Linked DNA regions of Dromaius novaehollandiae: region 1 is linked to region 2. Evidence: chromatin contacts called from public Hi-C data. All regions are on one chromosome and are shown on one strand. Each heading gives the region's core, a stretch centred on a gene start, on an enhancer-like site or on the middle of the called end of the contact. The rest is flanking DNA. Distances are from core to core; before and after follow the strand shown.

Region 1 (2,832 bases), core at 167-2,666, 140 kb before region 2:
TATATGAAAAAAATTCTCTGTACACAGGAAAAACATGCATTCACACTGAACTTCAAACTCTTAGAATAACCAACTAACTTCTGGCATTCTCTGAAATGCAAGTTTGCCTTGAAAGGCAACTTCTAATCAAGACTTTCAGAATTTAAAACTTACCTCCTGCTTCTTAGTACTTTGTATCACCAAGATCTTAGATGACAAAATCCAGCTAAACAAATCCCAGGTCCTTTTCTCTGTGTTTGGAACAGATTCGAGAAGTTCTTTAAGGCTTGGTAAAGCATTTGTATCTGCAAGCTAACAGGAAAGGCTTTTAGTACAATTTCCTTCTTTTCATTACGATTAAACAGAGACCTCTAGTGAAAGTAAAACAGTATTTCACCCTAATAGCCTCTAACCTGAAAAACAGTTTGTTTTGAGATATAAATGTTTGCATTGACTTTGTGGGAAAGTCTGCCACATGTTCTCAGAACAAACGCCAGAGAAGTAATAAAATATCTGTATTTATCACGAGCATCTGTAAGGTACACGTAAGAAGGATCAGAGGAGCTCCTGGAAGAAGAAAAGCCAGGCAGTGTCCGAAGGGGGATAACCACAACAGCCGTTCAGGCCACTTAAAATACAGACCCTCCAGTTGCTTTTAATTACAGGCAGGCCAAGCCCCCTCCTACAACGCTTCCCATCTCCATACCGGATTTGGGAGTTTCCAGGTATGAGTTTATTAGCTAGAATCCCAAATTTACTTTAAAACCTGGGTTCCTTAAATGGATAAGCAATTTACTGAGCTTGACTTGTGACACCGAAATTTCACTTACCCCCCCGGAGAGGCAATCTCACCTCCCCCCAACTAGTCCCAGGCAAATGTGGCCTGAACTTGCCCATTCGCCCAGCAGCTTCACGCCGTTGTTCTCCTCACTCCTGCTCCGGCTCCAACCCCGCAAAGCAGGTTTTAAGCTGCGCGGCGGTGCGGAGTATTAGAAAAGCAGCACCGCCGCCGTCCTTGTCCCCAGGCCCGGGGCTCGCTGCGCTGCGGCCCTTCACGGACACGGAGGCGCCGGGCGGCGGGTGCGGGGCTGGGGCACGGTCACACTCACCAGCGCCTCGAAGTCCTTGCTGTCGCCGCTGGCGTAGCGGCCCGGGAAGGGCCTCAGCGCCGAGTCGCGCTTGTAGCTCTGCAGCGCGGCGGCGAAGAGGCTGCAGCGCAGGTCGGCGGCCAGGGGGTCCCTCCCCGCCGCCTCCCGCACGCGGGCGGCCGCCTCGGCGGGGCCGGGGGGGGCCATGCCCGGCGGGGGCGGCGGGCGCTGCCGGCAGCCGGGCCGCTCCCCACAGCGCGGCGGGCGGCCGGGCCCGCCCAAGCGGTGTCTCCTCTTCCGCCTCGCCGCCGCGGGCCGCGGCCTGGCGCCGCCGCTCCGCCCCGCTCCTCCCCTGGGCGGCCGCCTCCGCCCGCCCGGCCGCCCCGCGCAGGCGGCGCCTCGGGGCGGGAGGGTCGTGTCTCTTCGCCGCAGACAGGGAGGAGAGGGGCCGCGGGGGAAGATGGCGCCTTCCGCTCGGCAGTACCCTGGGAGAGGGGCTTGTGGGGAAGATGGCGCCTTCCCCTGGGGAGGGGAGCGGGAGAGGGAATTGGGGGAAGATGGTGCCTTCCCCTGAGCAAGGGAGTGGGAAAGGGGTTTGGGGGGGGAAGATGGTGCCTTCCCCTGAGGAGGGGAGCGGGAGGGGGAATTGGGGGGGGAAGATGGTGCCTTCCCCTGAGGAAGGGAGTGGGAAAGGGGTTTGGAGGGGGAAGATGGTGCCTTCCCCTGGGGAAGGGAGCAGTAGAGGGGCTTGGGGGGAAGATGGCGCCTTCCCCTGAGGAAGGGAGTGGGAGAGGGAATTGGGGGGGAAGATGGCGCCTTCCCCTGAGGAAGGGAGCGGGAGAGGGGCCCCGGGGGAAGATGGCGCCTTCCCCTGAGGAAGGGAGCAGGAGAGGGAATTGGGGGAAGATGGTGCCTTCCCCTGAGGAAGGGAGCAGGAGAGGGAATTGGGGGGGAAGATGGTGCCTTCCCCTGAGGAAGGGAGCAGGAGAGGGAATTGGGGGGGAAGATGGTGCCTTCCCCTGAGGAAGGGAGCAGGAGAGGGAATTGGGGGGGAAGATGGTGCCTTCCCCTGAGGAAGGGAGCAGGAGAGGGAATTGGGGGGGAAGATGGCGCCTTCCCCTGAGGAGGGGAGCGGGAGGGGGAACTGGGGGGGAAGATGACACCTTCCCCTGAGGAAGGGAACGGGAGAGGGGTTTGGGGGGAAGATGGTGCCTTCCCCTGAGGAAGGGAACGGGAGAGGGGTTTGGGGGGAAGATGGTGCCTTCCCCTGAGGAAGGGAGCGGGAGAGGGAATTGGGGGGGAAGATGGCGCCTTCCCCTGAGGAGGGGAGCGGGAGAGGGAATTGGGGGGGAAGATGGCGCCTTCCCCTGAGGAAGGGAGCGGGAGAGGGAATTGGGGGGGAAGATGGCGCCTTCCCCTGAGGAAGGGAGCGGGAGAGGGAATTGGGGGGGAAGATGGCGCCTTCCCCTGAGAAGGGAAGTGGGAGAGGGAATTGGGGGGAAGATGGCGCCTTCCCCTGAGGAGGGGAGCGGGAGAGGGAATTGGGGGGGAAGATGGCGCCTTCCCCTGAGGAAGGGAGCGGGAGAGGGAATTGGGGGGGAAGATGGCGCCTTCGCCTGAGATCCACACCTTTCTGTAGGGATCGCTATTGATAGGTTGTAGTAAGTGGCGGAGAGGAGAGCGATAGGTGGCGAGGGGTGAGATAGACGGGGAGGCGTAGTAATTGGCAGTGGGGAGTAATAAGTGGCGGGGGGGCATAAGTGGG
Region 2 (2,700 bases), core at 103-2,602:
CAGGCAGGCAGGCAAGGTCACGCAGGCCTGTAGCTGCCAGCTTGGCAGCATCCCAGCCGCATCAGCCTGCCCAACTGTGGCAGCCCCCTCAGACCAAGGGTTTGTCCCAGCTGACATTTTGAGCTCTGTAGTGCTGTTAAATAAGAGAACCTAGAGACGTTTCTCACTCCTTTTCTTTACTAGGATTGCAAGTGCTAGTACCAGACCTGGAGCACCTGGGCAGCTTGCCTTTGACGGGAATTTCCTTCCACAGGCATTTGCTCTCTCCTGTGGCTCTACCACATTCCTTGCTATGGGTTTTCACAGCCTCAACCACACTCACAGCATGAGGAAAGGGAAGAGAAGACAAAACAGGCAGCTGGTCACTGTGGGGTACAAAGCTCCTGGCGGCACTCGGCTCCGTGCTGGTCCGCCGGGTACTTTCGGCAGGCTGGGAGAAACGGCCACAGGAAGCAGCCACTTGCACAGGAGAACCCAGGGACTCTGCAACACACACCTGGGCCTGGGCTAGAAGCGTTTTGTCTATGAACAGGGAGCTGCACACCCCCAGCTGCAGGCGAATCTGATCTGCATCTGCTGGGGGACCGGGCATGCCTGTACCAGTCCAGCTGTGCTCATGAGACCCGACTAACTCCCCAACCACGCAGCCAGGTCACTTGCATCACACACTCTGGGACATGTGGCCGCCTGACAACTCCAGCCTAAAGAAGTTTTTGGCCTGAGCCTTTTCACCCTTGAATATACATGTCAGAGAGTGAGGAGGATGGGGCAGCGGAGAAGGGAAGAAAAGACAGACAGACAGAAAGAGACAGACCGACCAACCAAACCCAGAAACCCAGACCCAAGAGCCATTTCACTTTTCCATGGGATGCTGCAAGTCAATGTGCAACCATTACAAAACAGCATTTTCCATCGCCTCGCAGAGTCTGTAGGATTCCTTCTACCTAGGATGGAAAATGACCCAGAGTATCTACCACCAGTGCGGCATTTCTGTCATTAAATGATTCCTCCGGTAGAGCACTGGCATATCTGCATTTTAGAGAGGAAGACAATCGTGTACTAATATATTTAGTGACTTAGCTAAGGTCAGCTAGTGAAGCAGTGCCAGAATTGGTAATGAAGCCATCCTCCGATGCCTCCCACCCCGCAGGCACCCTATGCCACTCCTGCTGGCAGGACTGCCACCTGCCTCCGGGCCCGGCTTCCCCAGCCTGCCTGCAGCCTGGTGCGCAGGGCTGGCTCCGGCTCCCGGCACTGCAGGTGGCACTTCCAGCCGGAAAGGGGCATCGGGAGCGCCAGGCTTCCTGCACGGGAGCACATCTCCCTCCAGCGCCCGCTCCCAGCAACAACAGCCTGTTGCTCCCAGCAGCCACTCTCCTGTCCTGCCTGGGCCGCACGGGTGACAACACTGCTCTCCCCGTGGCTGTGTGCGGCTGCTGCTCCGGGATCCTTGCTTTCCTATCGTGAGCCATCAAAAAACAAGCCCTTTATTCTGCTGGCAAAACTCCTCAGTGGATTTAACTCCCAGTAGCCTTTTCCCCCTCCAATTAGACTGATGGGCTAAATCCTTCTCCATCATGTCAATTTAGACATTAGCCAAGGAGGAGACTGGAAAGAACAGGTTTATGGAGAAAAACTGGTAAGAGGTGAACTCTGGAAGTTAGCAGTCCCCTCCGCTCCCCTGATGGCCATCTTCATTGCCATCACCTGGAGACTGGTTGCAGGGGAATGGCCTCCCCTGGGGCCAGGCAAGCTGGCTAAGCCTGGTCTCCCATGTCCTACCTCCTCTGCCGCGGAGGAAAGGCAAGGCGGGCGGCCCTCGCCCAGCCCAGATGTCTGTGAGCATCTGACTCCGCGGTGTGCTGGGGCTGGCCTGGCCCTCCTTCCAGAGCGGGACTCTCCTCCTGCCTGAACAGCGCTGCTGGGGGACTCCGGCTGGCGAGCGCCAAACCGAGGACAAGGCTGGAAAGCTCCTGGGGAGGCCGAGAAGCTACAGCCAGAACTGCCTCTCTGCCAAAGCGCTGATCTCTGAAGATAACCCTGCTGCCTGCCACGGCCAGCCTCCACGACGGACGCTGGGGGCCCCAAGCTCTCAGGCTAAGCCCAGGCCTTGACGCTGCCCTCCCCAGCCCTCGCTCCGCAGACTCAAAGACAAGATCCCTGCTTTGGAAGAGAGATCTGGATGTGCTACCCCTGGAAAGGCCTCCCAGGGGAGGGAATTTCCCCCCTCCCCAACCTGTTTGCAAGGTAAATCACCCTCACTGGAAACATTTGTTCCTTATTTAACAAAAAGGGCTGTAGGAAATTCCTCACACTCTTTGGCTTGGATCCAGAAAGGCAGCCACATTCCGCTGAAATCTACGGATGCGGCTTGGATGCTAACACACGAGCACCTGGGCTGGCTACGCCGCAAACCGGCTTCTGCAGCTGCGCACTGGTCTGACCCAGTTGGGATGGCCATGGGAACAGGTTCAGCCCACAGGACTGTCAAATGCAGGTGAAGATGCCAAATTTCCGAAAGGCCGCACCTCATCACCACCAGCAGCGAGGACCGGCCTGTCGGCACCGGGCTGTGACGCCTGTGGAAGCAGTGGACAACCTGAACACACCTTCCCACCAGCGGCAAGCGAGCGCGTCATCGATGCAAACATGAAATCCCATGCGCTCACAATGCATTTGTTTCACTGAACCTCCTAATTA

The links. Hi-C and Micro-C count contacts between places; a contact is called where the count stands out from the background.
Region 1: a Hi-C map of ovary shows a contact between it and region 2, with 4 times the contacts expected there. The contact joins the promoter of PARP16 here to the enhancer-like site in region 2. A contact is called at or near these places in 2 of 4 Hi-C or Micro-C datasets (brain and ovary).

Annotation. Positions count from the first base shown.
Region 1 is chr10:3,554,482-3,557,313 of bDroNov1.hap1, reverse strand. It overlaps PARP16 (poly(ADP-ribose) polymerase family member 16), which reads right to left and starts at 1,416. Exons shown (of 6, transcript XM_064517869.1): 1 at 1,089-1,416; 2 at 154-291. The coding sequence starts at 1,274.
Region 2 is chr10:3,418,298-3,420,997 of bDroNov1.hap1, reverse strand. The region is part of intron 18 of IGDCC4 (immunoglobulin superfamily DCC subclass member 4); the gene reads right to left. Among named protein-coding and RNA genes, the nearest start is that of IGDCC3, 19 kb to the left of the region's middle. Within about 2 kb of position 1,352, at least 1 of the 2 cell types and tissues checked has open chromatin away from gene starts, as enhancers often do.